2 separate regions of the Oryctolagus cuniculus genome follow, and region 1 is linked to region 2. A link is a contact called in public Micro-C data. All regions are on one chromosome and are shown on one strand. Each heading gives the region's core, a stretch centred on a gene start, on an enhancer-like site or on the middle of the called end of the contact. The rest is flanking DNA. Distances are from core to core; before and after follow the strand shown.

Region 1 (4,137 bases), core at 730-3,229, 360 kb after region 2:
GGAGTGCTAGTGTTTCTCTCTCTCTCATTTAAAAATGAGATAAAGCATGCAGTGTGCTGGAAACACCTGTGGAGTGGTTGACCATGGATATTCTATAAATGCCAATCGCTTCCAGTGGTCTGGACTGCAGAGCCCTGAGCAGACTTGCAATGGGAGTGGAGGGCACTCACCCAGCAGGGCTGAAGTGGTGACTCTCAAAGTGTGGACTTCAGGCTCCTTGAGGGTATCCATAGTCCTTTCGGGGGTTACTGAGGTCAAGACTACGACACAGTTTGCCTTCCCTTCTCTCCTTCACTCGTGACTTACCCCAGATGTTTCCCAGGGCTTTCCAGTATCTGATTGGGTCGAGCTTCTGTCTTCTAACAGAACGTTTGCTCCTGCACTCCAGGTTTTTACATGATCGAGGGTTGGAGGTGGGTGGTGGGGTTGATTACAGAGAGACGGGGGGGGGGGGATTTGAAGGCAGAGGTGATTCTCCATTTTGATTGTGGTGTTGGTTACGTGACTGTGTTTATAGAAACTCAGAATTGTAAACTAAAAACAAGCAAACTTTGCCTTGTAAATTATACTTTTATGTAAGGGGTCAAAAACAATTTCTCAATTTCAATTAATTTTAAATGGTTAGATAGAACTCACATGAACAAGAAAACAATTTCAAGGGATCCAAAGACAAAACACTTTGAGAATCACTGAGCTAATATGTTAATTTTTTTTTACTAAAGCAGGTGCAATTACTTGGTCTGGAATTGCAAAAGTGATTACGTGGAAAGGAAAAATCTCTTTGGTGCTAATGCTCCATCAGCAGTGCTGTCCAGTGGGTAGCCAGCCACTGGCCACAGACGGAGCACGTGAAAGGTAGTGGGTGGTCCAAGTTGAGACATACCTAGCACAAAAACATATGGTAAATTATCTCATTGATATGACAGTGTTTTCTTTTTTTTAAGATTTATCTTATTTATTTGAAAGAGTTACAGAGAGAGATAGAGACAGACAGAGAGGTCTTCCATCCACTGGTTCACTACTCAGATGGCTGCAAAGGCGGAGCTGTGCCCATCCAAAGCCAGGAGCCAGGAGCTTCTTCCAGGTCTCCAACATGGGTGCAGGGGCCCAACGACTCAGACCATCTTCCACTGCCTCCCAGGGTGTCCACCAGCAGGAAGCTGAATCGGAAGCACCGAGAAGCCAGGACTGGAAGCAGACACTCAGAGTTGCAGGCGTCCCGGGTGACAATGTAACCACTGCACCGCACGCCTATTCCCGGTAAAACACGGTTAAGAGGTTCACCTCTTGCTTGAGTCTGGCTACAAGTTTAATCACCTGAGTGGGTCTCATTCTATTTGTTTTGAACATCTTTGTTCTGCAGACGCAGACTTGACGGATCTCACAGCTCCCTAGGCACTCTCGAGCTGTATCCAGAGACTTGATACTTTTCCAAATGTCCTGGGCTTCCTGGGATGTGAATGTGGGCGATGCTGTGGTCGGTGTGAACAGTCCATGTGAATAAGGGGCGTGCCATGTTAGCAGTACCCCGGCACCCAAGCCAGCAGTAAGCGTGGCGGCTACGATCGCCGCGGGTGCCCTGCTGATGCTGTCAGAGACGCGCCACCGCCATGGCAGGCCCTCCCTCTCCATCCACTTCCGCTGACCACAGGAACAACTGAACGTGCAAGACCTCACCTTTGAAAAGTGGCCTCCCTCTCCACACTGAAAATCTCAAACCATGGCCCAAGGTCCCTCTTCGGAGCGCTGTGTCTGGGCAAAATCTAAACGAGGAGGACCCGAGGGTCCCGGACCTCCCTTAGCAACCGACGCCGGCGCCCGTTGCTAAGGGGAAGGTAGAACCAGGTCGTGGTCCGTCAGCTATTGGTCTCCGGTGGTAGCTACTTCCGGTCCTCACGGGGACGGGGGGGGGGGGGCGTGCGTCCGTTGGCCTACCTTCCCCCGAGGATCTGGGACGTGGCCGTGGGTTCCGCCGCCTGGGGAGCCCTGGGAGGCTTGGAGCCCTAGGAGCCTTCGGGTCCGGCGGCAGCGGTCGCGGCGGGGGCGGCAGCGGGCCTCAGGCTCGGCCGCAATGCTCAGTTCCCGGGCTGGGGCGGCGATGACCGCAGCTGACAGGGCCATCCAGCGCTTCTTGCGGACCGGGGCCGCAGTCAGGTGAGCTTTGGGGGCGGGGCGGCCGGAGAGGCCAGGATCGGGGTGCCCAGCCGGGCCTCTGGCGGCCTTCTCACGCCCCAGTCGGGGTCCGCAGGCCCGAGGGGGTGCTCCGGAGGCGTCTGCGTCCAGCAGGGTCGGGGGCCCGGGACCGAGGCGGAAAGGACGCAGGCCTCTCGGGGCCTCCAGCAGCCCCAGTTCTGTCTGCGTTCCTCGGGAAGGAAAGTCAGCCCCCGACCCGCGCCGTGAGCCAGGGTGGGCCCCAGCACCCCCAGGGCCACGGTCCTGTCAAAGCCCGAATTCTGACAGTGCTGCCCGTGCCCCCACCCCCCACCGCCCCGAGACTGCCAGGACCCCGCAGTCCTTTGGGGGGACCCCGACCCTTCTGTCCCCCTCCCTGCCCCAGCCAGGGTCCCCCGGTCTGGCCAGGCTCTCCAAGTCGGCCTGGAGGCTCGCTATCCCGCGCGGGGCTCCTCCCCGCAAGCCCCTCCCCTGTTGTCGCTGTCAGAGCCTGCGACCCCCTCCTTCTGTTCACTGCCTCCCCCCACCCCCAGGGCTGGGCAGAGCTGAGCACCAGGCCCCCGCTGCCCACCCTGAATGGCTGAGACCTGTTGCACACGTGGATCCGCCTCCTCTGGAACTGGAGCAGGGCTAACGCACCCATTATCCCAGGGCTGGGCGCCCCCGAGGCTGTCCTGCCCAGGGCCCCCATTCTGTGCGTGGGGAATGGGCTTTGAGGCAGCCTGGCCTGAGCCCCCCTAAGCTCAGCTGGTGGCATGGCCGGGAGGAAAAGCCAGCTGACGCCTCGCCCAGCCCCCCTCCCCCCCTGTCATTTTGCTAACGACTGGAGCTTCCTGGGGTTTTGCCCGCCGGCCAGTCCTGCCTCCAGTCCCATTCCTCCACCTCCAGGACTGTAAGCACGGAGTGGCGAGCCGGACCCCGCGTGGTTTCAGGCCGTGTCCTCTGACGCGCTGTGACCGGCTTGGCCTTGGCTCTGAGTTTGAATCCGCGGGTGGTGGTGGCAGCCGCCTCGTGGGGTTGTTGTTTGCAGAAAGAGATGACGGGGTCACAGTGCCTGGCTCGGGGTGCGTGTGCGTGAACACCTGTGTTTGATGAGAGGGTTTTGAAGCAAAGTGCCCTAGCCCTGCAGGGACAGAATTCTTCAACCTTGCTGGGGACTTCTGGGAGTGTGTGTTGCGTAAAAGCACAGTGATGCAGTGAGAAACCCCACAAGTGGCTTTGATGGGTGAACCTGGAATGAGAAGCCTTCCTAATACAGCAGCTAATGTTTGCTAAGCTCTTACCCCAGCCTGTGCGTCAGGCCTGGTCCGTCCCCACAGCGTCCCTCCGATTGTGCCCATTGTAAAGATGGGGAAGCGGAGGCTTAGGGGGCGAAACAGCAAAGATTGAGCCAGATTCATGTGACTCCACTTTCTTCCTCTTCTTTTTAAAATATTTATGTATTTTATTTGGAAGGAAGAGTTAGAGAGAGAGAAGGAGAGACAGAGATCTTCCATCTGCTGGTCACTCCTCAAATGGCTGCAACAGCGGGGGCTGGGCCAGGCCAAAGCCAGGATCCTGGAGCTCCATCAGTGTCTCCCCCATGGGTCAGAGGGGCCGTCCTCTGCTGCCTTCCCAGGGGCATTAGCAGGGAGCTGGATCGGGAGTAGAGCAGCCGGGACTCGAACCAGCATCCACGTGGGATGCTGGCGTCCCAGGTAGCAGCTTAACCTGCTGTACCACAAGGGCGGCCCCTGACCCCACTTTCCTAACCAAGTTCTGTACAAAATCTATTGATTCTGTCTTAGAAGCACAAAAATGTGTTTGAAATTCAGTTACCAGCTATGACACGAAAAAATGTTGATTGGTGTAAGGGAGAGCCACTGTGATGTCCAGTGACTCTTGGCTGACCTGAGGTCAAAGCCAAGGTCACGTGATCCAGATCCTGGTATGAGGACGTGCTTTGGCTAACTTGGCGGAGGCACT
Region 2 (4,060 bases), core at 1,246-3,745:
GCACAGAAGCCCGGGGAGGAAGGGAGGGAGACCGGGGCGGGCTTTTACACAGCACCTACTGTGTACCGCACTGGGCCAGGAGCTGCATGCACACTGAGTGACTTCAGGCCACGGCCGTCCTGTGAGTCCTGTGAGGGAGGCCCTACCCCTGCCTTCAGTCGACCAACCGCAATGTCCCGGGCTCAGAGAGCTGAAACCACTCGTACCAGGTCCTCACTACCGGGTGCGAGCTTGGGTCACACGTGGCTGCAAAGCCACCATCCCGGTGCCCTTCGGAGAAATCGGCTCAGGGCATCTGAGACCCCACTCCTAGATCTCTGCTTCTGTTCACAGCAGGTACCACAGTAAATAGCAGTTTTCAGGGCTGATGCTGTGGCGTAGTGGGTAAAGCTGCCGTCTGCAGTGCCAGCATCTCATGTGGGTGTAGTTCTAGACCCGGCTGCTCCACTTCTGATCCAGCTCCCTACTGATTGCCTGGGAAAGCAGTGGAGGATGGCCCAAGTGGTTGGGCCTCTGGACCCACATGGGAGACCCGGAAGAGGCACCTGGCTCCTGGCTTCGGATCAGCCCAGCTCTGGCCATTGCAGCCATTTAGGGAGTGAACCAATGGATGGAAGACCTCCCCCCACCCCACCCCTGCCTCTCCGTAATTCTGTCTTTAAAAAAAAATAAATAAACCTTTTAAAAAAATAACAGCTTTCATAAAATACACTCAGGGAGGAGAGCCAGAACTCACAAGCAGAGCCAGCAAGTGCTAAGGGGTCTATCTCACGCTACAGGTAATTACGGCCCCAACAGCAAGGCAGTTAGGAAAACGAGGGGCCGGGGGGTCAGAATGAGGAAGGGGAGAGGGTTGGAAAAACTGGCAAAGTTCATTTCCGAAGCCGGAGGCCTCGTCAGCTCAGACCACCTGCCAGGCCCCAGCTTGTGGGCCTTCCACACCCACCCTGGGCGGCCTGAGGCCGGACGGGCAACCGCTGTGCACCAGCAACAGGAGGCGCGGCCTCTGACCCCTCCTCCGCCCCCAGGGAGCTGAGCAGCCTCGCCCTGGTGTCAAGACGCCCCTCCTGCTAAAACAGGGGGCCCCGCCGCCCCAGCTCGTGGAGGAGTGCAGTCAAGCACCAGGGCCAGCAGTCGGAGGGCGGGAACACAGCCCGCGCGGCGCCCGGGTCGCCCTGTATTCGCTGCATCAGACACCTGCGCTTCCGCATACCAAAACCAGTGGCCGTTTCTACTGACCAGAAATGGAGCCACTGGTTCCTCTGGGAACAGCTCCCGGGCACGGATCGCACTGCTATCCAGGGCTTAAAAAAAACATCAGTGCTAGGGAGGCATCCCAACCAAGCGACCCCGGGCGGGGCTGAGTGAGAACCTGGGTGAGCAGCCTCACACCCCCGAGCCGGCCAGGGTCCAAACCCCACTCTGAGCGACTTGGAGCAAAGCCTCGGCTTCTTCCCGCCTCGCTGGCGCCCCACGCTCCCCACCCTGCCCCGGGCCCCCCAGCACCGGGCGCCCAGTGGGGGTTTGCCCAGCAGGACGCCCCAGCAGAAGCTCGGAGGGAGGGGAAAGGTTAGCGTACCGCTTCCCCCATCCCAACCTCTGCTGTGACACTGAGCGTGCACCAACGACCGAAGCTCTCAGCACATCTCGGGAGCTCTTTGCACACAACCATCGACGGGACCGGTCACTCCCTACACCCCCTCGGGGCTGGACACAACGTTTCCCAACCGGCAGACGGGGCAGCCCGGGCCAGGGGCGTTAAGCACTCCGCCCAAGCTACCAAAAGCGGGGCAAACCTCTGTCCCCCTTTCCGCGCCCGCGACCACCGTCTCAACCGCTATCTTCCCTCCCCCGCTGCGCTGGACCCCCGTTACCATGCCCACAGGAAAAGGACTCCATCCTAACAAGACCCAACTTTACCCGGGCGGTTCCGAGCGGCTCAAAGTACCGGCGGCCCGACCCGTCCTCGGCCTCCGGCGTGAAGCGGCGCTAGCACCGCTCCCGTCACCGAGCCTCCACCGGGCAACGCCTGCGAAGCACCAGGGCCGCAGGCGGCGATCCAGGACCGCAGCTGCGGGGATGCCCGGCGGCCTGCCGGCTTTCGCGACCGCGGGGCGGGCCGGGGCCCCGGAGCGAGGGCCCACCTGCTCCTCCAGCCGCTCGATCTCCAGCTGGTTCTTCTCGTCCTCTTCGTCGTACTCCCATTCGTACTCCCCGGGGGAGCTCTCCGCCGAGGAGGCCATGGCGTACTCCTCATCCCCATCGCTCTCGCTCATGCCTTCCTCTTGCGGCTGGTCCCACCCTGGCCCCATGGTCTTGGACGTCGCAGCGGCCACAGCCCGCGACAACACCTTCCTCCTCGTCCTGGCCGCCTTGACCTCATCCTCCTCTCCCTCGGCCTGGGGCCCGGCCTGGGGCTCGGCCTCGGGTTCCGAAGCCGAAGATGCAGCCGCCGTCGCCATCTTGCGCTTCAGGGACTCCCGGGTCTTCCCTCGGCCGCCGAAGACCCGGCTGAGGGCGAGGCTGCCCGCGGCGCGCGCCTGACCAAAACCCCCGCTTTCTTGCCACCGAAAGGGAAACTGGGAGCCTCAGAGGACAAGAAAACAGACAAAAGTACGCAGTTCGTATTATTTTAATATACTTTCAGAAACCTCCGGCGAAGAAAAGGCTCCTTAATATGACAGGTCTTCCGGCACAACTCCGGACAGAAGTTGGGTCTTTGGACAGGAAGTGGCGGCCATAGAGGAAGTCGTGGAGTGAGCGTGGTGTCTGCAGTGACGGGCTTGGCGCCATCTTGAGAAGGTCAAAGGATTCCTGTAAATAAATGTTTTCTTAAAGCCTAGCCGGACTCGGAGCGGAGCTCGGTCTCCCAGCAACTGAGGCTCAAACGCTAAGAAAACAAATCCTCCGGGAAGGATCGACTGCACCATTCACGGGACAAACTCACTTCCCTAAGAGAGCCTCCCTTTCTATGCAATGCCTCGTACCTGGTAGACGTTAAGTGTTTGAATTTTCCAATTTTATCACATCGCCTTATGCAAGCCAGCATCAATAGAGTCCATGAATAAACATGTCTTTAGTGGCTCCTCATTGCCATGCCTTGTCCTATAAATTAGGAGTTTGCTGTTCTGTAAGGAGATCTCAACAGAGATACAATCTAGACATTGTTTGGAAAATAAGGGATTGGTGTTTGATTCCTCCTTAAGAAGCGTCCCATTTTTGAGGTAGGGAAATATTGGTGTGTGTGCGTGTGTGTTCATTCACTGCCTTTCTCCCTCATTACCAAGCGTAAAGGGACCAGAACGGTGGGGTTTGCTTTCCGTGCAAATCCTCCACTCTGTCTAGCGCCGGCACTTAATATGTATTTGCCGCGTGGCTAAAACAATTGTCCTAGAATTACCACGGATTACGCTTGGTGAACTGGCACCAGCCGCCCAGGGCGCACAGCCGGGGAGGGGCGGATCCCGGAGCTGGGGTCACCAATTGTCCCCACTGAGCCTAGGTCTCCGCGCGAGCACTCTGAGCCTCAATGGCGCACTGCAAAGTTGTACCGGGTCCGCCTCTAGAATGCGGCCTTGCACCCTCTCAGCCCGGCCGCCGCGGAATCCCCAGACCCCAACCCAGACCCCAACGCCCCGCAGCAAGCCCTCCCGCGCTTCCCACGCCCCGCCCCCGAGGGGCGTGGCCAAGGCGAGGCCACAGCGCGGACGCGCGCACGGAGTGGGCGGGCGCAGGCGCGCTGACGTCAGCCCGACTCGCACGCGCGCGCGCGCCCCGCCCCTCGGCGTCGCTCTGGGGCGGCTCAGGGGCTCGCCGGAGAGATGGCGGCGGCTGGAGCTGGCCGTCTGCGGAGAGCGGCGTCGGCCCTGCTGCTGCGGAGCCCGCGCCTGCCCGCCCGGGAGCTGTCCGCTCCGGCCCGGCTCTATCACAAGAAGGTAGGGGCGAGCCTAGGGGTGCGCGAGCGGCCGAGGGCACCCAGGCGTCCCCGGATCCCAGCCGACACTTCCGTCCACGGCAGGTGGAAGTGGCCGAGGCAGCAGGGGCCATCGGCGCCCGCTCC

What was found. Hi-C and Micro-C count contacts between places; a contact is called where the count stands out from the background.
Region 1: a Micro-C map of ear pinna shows a contact between it and region 2, with 5 times the contacts expected there. The contact joins the promoter of USP30 here to the promoter of SART3 in region 2. A contact is called at or near these places in 2 of 6 Hi-C or Micro-C datasets (ear pinna and an unstated tissue).

What each region holds. Positions count from the first base shown.
Region 1 is chr21:18,125,795-18,129,931 of mOryCun1.1, forward strand. USP30 (ubiquitin specific peptidase 30) reads left to right here and starts at 1,980. Exons shown (of 13, transcript XM_070066013.1): 1 at 1,980-2,154. The coding sequence starts at 2,072. It overlaps LOC138847424 (a long non-coding RNA gene), which reads right to left and starts at 1,910. Exons shown (of 2, transcript XR_011385235.1): 1 at 1,318-1,910; 2 at 929-1,188.
Region 2 is chr21:17,761,945-17,766,004 of mOryCun1.1, forward strand. It overlaps SART3 (spliceosome associated factor 3, U4/U6 recycling protein), which reads right to left and starts at 2,496. Exons shown (of 19, transcript XM_017338061.3): 1 at 2,145-2,496. The coding sequence starts at 2,462. ISCU (iron-sulfur cluster assembly enzyme) reads left to right here and starts at 3,732. Exons shown (of 5, transcript XM_002722120.5): 1 at 3,732-3,935. The coding sequence starts at 3,822.